Linked DNA regions of Gossypium arboreum: region 2 is linked to region 1. Evidence: chromatin contacts called from public Hi-C data. All regions are on one chromosome and are shown on one strand. The core of a region is the stretch at or near the end of the contact, and the rest is flanking DNA. Distances in the headings are between cores, read along the strand shown.

Region 1 (2,769 bases), core at 86-2,585:
AATAAATGAATTTCATTTAAAAAAAATATTTTTTGTATATAATGTATGTACTGTATATACTATAGGTAGAGACAAGCTTTTACAGTTGCGATCGATAAGGACGCTTATCTGAAGAAGCCATCCGACGGTTCAAATCTCTTCTTTTTAGCAACTTTAGATCTGGGCCGTTGAGTTTTAACCTCTCAGCTTTTTCTACATAAAAGGGACAGCTCAAGGGACTCCATGCCAAGACAGTGCAACCCCATAATACCATGTCCTTTTCGCCAACTGACAAAACTACCCTTTTGTTCAATTGAAGTGGGAGGGCGAATACTTTGGTAAGATGAGGAGTATTTTCGTTATTTTACAAAACCAGTTAAAGAGTCAATTATTTTCTCTGAAGACATGTACGTGCAGCCGGTTGTAATTGTGGGGACTCTTTAACCTTTTCTTTTTTTTTTTTTACCCTTTGCAGTAAAAATTAATATTTATTAATTACTACTTGGAAAGCTTTTTTTTCCGGGTTCTGTGTATTTCGACCGTACACTGTGAAAAGGTAAACCTGATCAGACGGTCTTGATCAAGGTGCATGGTGCACCCGTTCGTACTCCATTCGTTTTTCCTTGACTCATCCCTTTTATAGACATGTGAAATCTAAATTATAAAAAGAAAATAATTTTTATTTATACTTGATCAATAATGATGAAATGAATCAAGGCCGTTGGAGATGAATAAATAGGGCGGGTTGTACGCGGGGACAATGATAGCATGATTTTGAATGCAAACAATTGTATATGATTGGACGGCCGTGATGTCATGACAACAAGATTTCACATCAGATCATTCCTCATTATTTATTTTTTAACCCCTTTCTTGTGGTCCCCGCAATATCCGATCCCTCAGATCCAGCCGTGCTACGTGAATCATGAGATTCCTTGCACCACCATTCTCTCCCTACACATCATCACACTTTATCAGCCCCTCCAATATCTCGTTCCTTTTTTCCTTCCGATATTTATTCAAAATCTCGCTAAACATGTGCTTGATGTAGGATGGTTATACGTGGACATCCTATTTGTTTTTATACGAATTTAGGTAATATAGATAATAATAATAATTAAATTTAGATATTCATAACAAATTTGAACTTGTATATTTGTTACTTAAATACGCATTGTTCTTGTTCATATTTATTTTCTACTTAAATGTAATACAAATGGTAAATCTACTTAATAAAAAATATACTTTTAAAATTTAGGTATAATCAAAAGGTAATACAAATGATAAATGAAATTAAATTTATAAATTATATGAAAAAAGTTATAAATATCCAACTCGTTGCTACTGCTGTGCCACTGCCCCATATCTCTTCCATATACCCGTTTTATGCGGCTCCCCTTAGTCGTCGACGGATAAGAACCTCTCTCATCGTCTATCCTACGGCCCACATCTCTCCATCACTACGTGTTACTTTCCTAATCGCCCATCAGTATCTAAGCAGACCCACAAAAAAAAAATTGAAATTCTCTCGCTTGTCCTTTATTTCCCATGACTAATTTAATCATGGTTAAAATCTAACCATTCTTACGAACACAAAAATAAAAATCCTTATCCTCTCTCGTCCATTGTGTCTGTCTTTGACTTCACTTTCTTTCTCTCTCTCAATAGCTTCCTCCCAGCCTCTGCTCCCCCTATAAGCTTCGTTAATGGCGTTTCAGATCTCAAAAAACAAACTCTAAACCTTAAGTAAACGCAAATCCTGCCCAAACCCAAGACCAAAATCGAGATAAAAAAATTCATCCTTTCCTATCAAAAGCCTTCATTCATTTTTTTTTGTGTGTGTGGTTTTTTTTTCCTTTTATTCGAGGTTTAATTAATGCATAAGAAAATGGCGTTTTCGTTCCCAGACGAGGTGCTAGAGCATGTGTTCTCGTTCATACAATCAGATAAAGACCGGAACGCGGTGTCGATGGTGTGTAAATCGTGGTACGAGATCGAGCGTTGGTGTCGGAGGAAAGTGTTTGTGGGGAACTGTTACGCTGTGAGCCCAAGGATGGTGATCAGACGTTTCCCCGAGTTTAGATCCATTGAGTTGAAAGGGAAACCGCACTTTGCGGATTTCAATCTGGTGCCGGACGGATGGGGAGGTTACGTGTTTCCTTGGATCGCGGAGATGGCTGGAGCTTATCCTTGGCTCGAAGAGATTCGACTTAAAAGGATGGTCGTTACCGACGAAAGCTTGGAGCTTATTGCTAAGTCGTTTAAGAACTTCAAAGTATTGGTGCTTTCTTCTTGTGAAGGGTTTTCAACTGATGGTCTCGCTGCCATTGCTGCTAGCTGCAAGTGAGTTTGATGAAACTTTATTATTTTCTCCCTTTTCGGGATTTTTTTTTTGTTTTCATTTTGAGCTGAGGAAAGGAGTTGAAGTTTTCATCTTTGTGGGAGTTAAAGTAGAGCTTTTCCCCAATTTGTTTTTGGTTTTAGCTACATTTTTCTTGATTAGTTTTTATTCATTCCCATGAACTATTTTTTTTTTAAAACAAAGATGTGAAGAACTTTTAGGAGTTTGGTCTCGTGTTCTAGTTGTCTTAGTTATTTCAGCTTTTGCTTTTCTCAGATCTGAGGTCAAGTGGGGGTTCTTTTTAAGAATATCTAATGAAAATCACATGTTCTTTTTTACCTCTTCGATACCTTGTTTTGTTTGATATCAGCAGATTCGTTTTTGAGTATTGTTTTCATTATTTTGGATGGTTTCTTCATGTGAAATGTGGACTTGTTTATGCTCTTTAA
Region 2 (2,769 bases), core at 199-2,698, 940 kb before region 1:
AGCCAACATCAAACATGTCTGGTATGTCTCTTGCAGTACCACTAGCTTCAAACTTTTCTGATGATGATTTTGTCTGCATGAGTTCGTCCACCTCCTTAAAAGATCCATTTACCATATTCCCTTCTGATTCTTTTTCTATCCCGATACTGGCTTTCAAACCCTGATCCTTGAACCCTGAAAGTGAATGACGGCGTGCATGCTCCTCTTCATGCTCATTGCTTAAATTTCTTTGCCCTTTATTGTGAAGATCTTGATGGCTTAAGTCTCCAAATTCAGAAGACCTTGTCATTCTCTTGCTAAAGGAATCAGTCTCTCCCTGATGACAACTCTCAAACCATTCAAAGGTTCCCACTTCTTTGACCGGAGATCCCCGATTGATTATCTTAGCCAAATGTCGAGTTCCCTTTGCACTGGAGACAAAAGGCGATTTAGTCCTCCTTCTCTCTTCAACTCCTTGACACAAATCCACACTATTAAAGCTCAAAAAGTTATCGACGAAGCAAAGTGCAATAGCTTGGGACGAATCTCCAGGTTCCTGAGAATCGACATATTCCAACCTTCTAATCTCATGATCACCTATAGACAATTGAGGCACATCCTTTGTCTCATCACTTCTATCATGATCCCTGGAAGATCTTTTCGTCCCTTCAATTCAAACCACAGAAAATGATTTACTAATAATTACTACGCACCATAAGATTCAACCAAAACATAAACACAAAGCAATCATATTGATCTCAATTTGCTAAGAGAAAAAAGGGGGTACAATGACATTGAATAAAAAATTTAAAACAAAATAAAACCAATGAAAGACTAACCTGCACTGAGTTGTTTGTCAATTGAATCAACATCTAAACAAGGGCTTTGCCCTTCCCTCTTCTTTGACACATTCTTTTCACTTCCACCAGTGATCTTTCTACAATTAAAGAGAGTTATAGTCTCGGTTCTACAACTTCCTTCATCTTCACTATCAAGCACAATTTCCATATCAAGCTCACACATTGCTTGTTCAGCTTTCACATCCTCCACATGACCCATATCGTCATCACCATCATCATTATCCATTACTTCAGTGCCAAAGCAAGCTTTCTCCAACTGGGTTTCATTTTCATTTACAGGACTATCAAGCACAACAATATTTATTTGGATCACACTTTGAGAATTTTCTTGATGATTAACGAGAATCCCCCAAAATCATGTAGAAAAAAAAAGGGGGCGATAATTGGAATATTGAAAGGAAAAAAGATTACCGGATGAATGGGGAGTGAGACTCAAAGAGTAGAGTGTGAGTGAGGTAACGTGTATCAGCAGCCATTCAATTTGTTAATGTAGGATTTTTCTCAGTGATCAACGATGATTTGGTGGGAAACCTCAAATTCTTAAATGATGGATGGGAAAGCTAACATGGTGGCATAATAAAACCCCATTTTTATGCATCAAAAGCATTTTGGGATTTTTTGAGTTTTGATTTTTGGAGGGGAAATAATAACAAAAAAATGTACCTGAAGGCGGGAAACTATTCAAGTAAACTTAACTATAAATAATTTTGTTTGAGACTAACAAACAAAGTGGGCATTTGGTCTAGTGGTATGATTCTCGCTTAGGGTGCGAGAGGTCCCGAGTTCAATTCTCGGAATGCCCCTCGTTTTTTTTCTGTGTCTCTGACCAATATGAACGTGTCAGCGCCTCTGAGCCAAAAAAAAAATTTAAAAAAGGTAACATAAGAAAGGGGCGTTCCGAGAATCGAACTCGGGACCTCTCGCACCCAAAGCGAGAATCATACCACTAGACCAAACGCCCGGACGGTTGTGCTTCCCTGCAGAAGGTTATAATTCATTTATTTATTTAGCTAGAGATATGGATTCATAATTACTATATTTAAAATCAAAATATAGCCTGGGTTTTTTACATGTATGCAGTCTAAAATAATGTCAAATATCATGTATTTAAATACCTTGATTACATTTAAAATTTAAAGTATTTCATACAATAAATACAATATATTCTATTTATTCTTTTATATTTTTAAATGATTTAAGTCAGTTAAACTGTTTTCAGACCTAAGTATAATTTTTTAATATTATTATTTAAATATTTGTCTTCAAATTTTAATTTTTAAAATACATTTTTAAAGATATCTCAATACACATGGATGTTGAATTTAAGGAATCCGTGCTAGCATGTCAAGGGAAAAGTACTACAAAATATAGTTAACTGTGTTCAGCCCTTATGGATATTGAGCTCAAGGTTGTGAAGTTTCCCAACCAACCTATTTAATAAGGAGTTGATTTGTGAACAATAAATACCCCACCCATTTCTCTTTTTCTCTCACCTAAAATATTTTCAAACTTAAAAGTAAATTGTGTTTATATTTATTTTTCGAGATAAAAATAGTTGCATTAATATTATAGAAAGAAGACATAGCAAACCATCCGGGATAAAAAAAAAAAAAAAAGAGTTATTGTGAATAAAGTGTCTTGTGTATTTTATGTTTCAGAGATAAATACATTTTTGTTGATTGTAATTTCGCAAGAGTAGTCTAGTTTGGTTACTCTGTATCCAAAGTTTTAACCTTACCTCAATTTTAAATAGCAGATTGGATCATATAGTGGCTACAAAGACAGAGATGAGAGAAAGCCAAGGAATTGTACACTTTGTTCACACGAGGAGTATGAATAACAAGGAATGGAGTTATTTTTGTGAAAGAAACCCCCTACATTTCAAACTTTGGATATTAGCTCGTAATTTAGACTCCAAATAAAGGCATTT

The links. A called contact is a pair of places that touch in the nucleus more often than the background predicts.
Region 2: a contact with region 1 is called in a Hi-C map of leaf, with 4 times the contacts expected there. The contact joins the promoter of LOC108450895 here to the promoter of LOC108489355 in region 1. A contact is called at or near these places in 2 of 5 Hi-C or Micro-C datasets (both in leaf).

What each region holds. Positions count from the first base shown.
Region 1 is chr8:126,445,602-126,448,370 of ASM2569848v2, reverse strand. It overlaps LOC108489355 (protein TRANSPORT INHIBITOR RESPONSE 1-like), which reads left to right and starts at 1,335. Exons shown (of 3, transcript XM_017793849.2): 1 at 1,335-2,322. The coding sequence starts at 1,856.
Region 2 is chr8:127,385,182-127,387,950 of ASM2569848v2, reverse strand. LOC108450895 reads right to left here and starts at 1,448. Exons shown (of 8, transcript XM_053018219.1): 1 at 1,251-1,448; 2 at 819-1,120; 3 at 1-645. The coding sequence starts at 1,315. It overlaps TRNAP-UGG (transfer RNA proline (anticodon UGG)), which reads right to left and starts at 1,800; the gene lies at 1,729-1,800. TRNAP-AGG (transfer RNA proline (anticodon AGG)) reads left to right here and starts at 1,571; the gene lies at 1,571-1,642.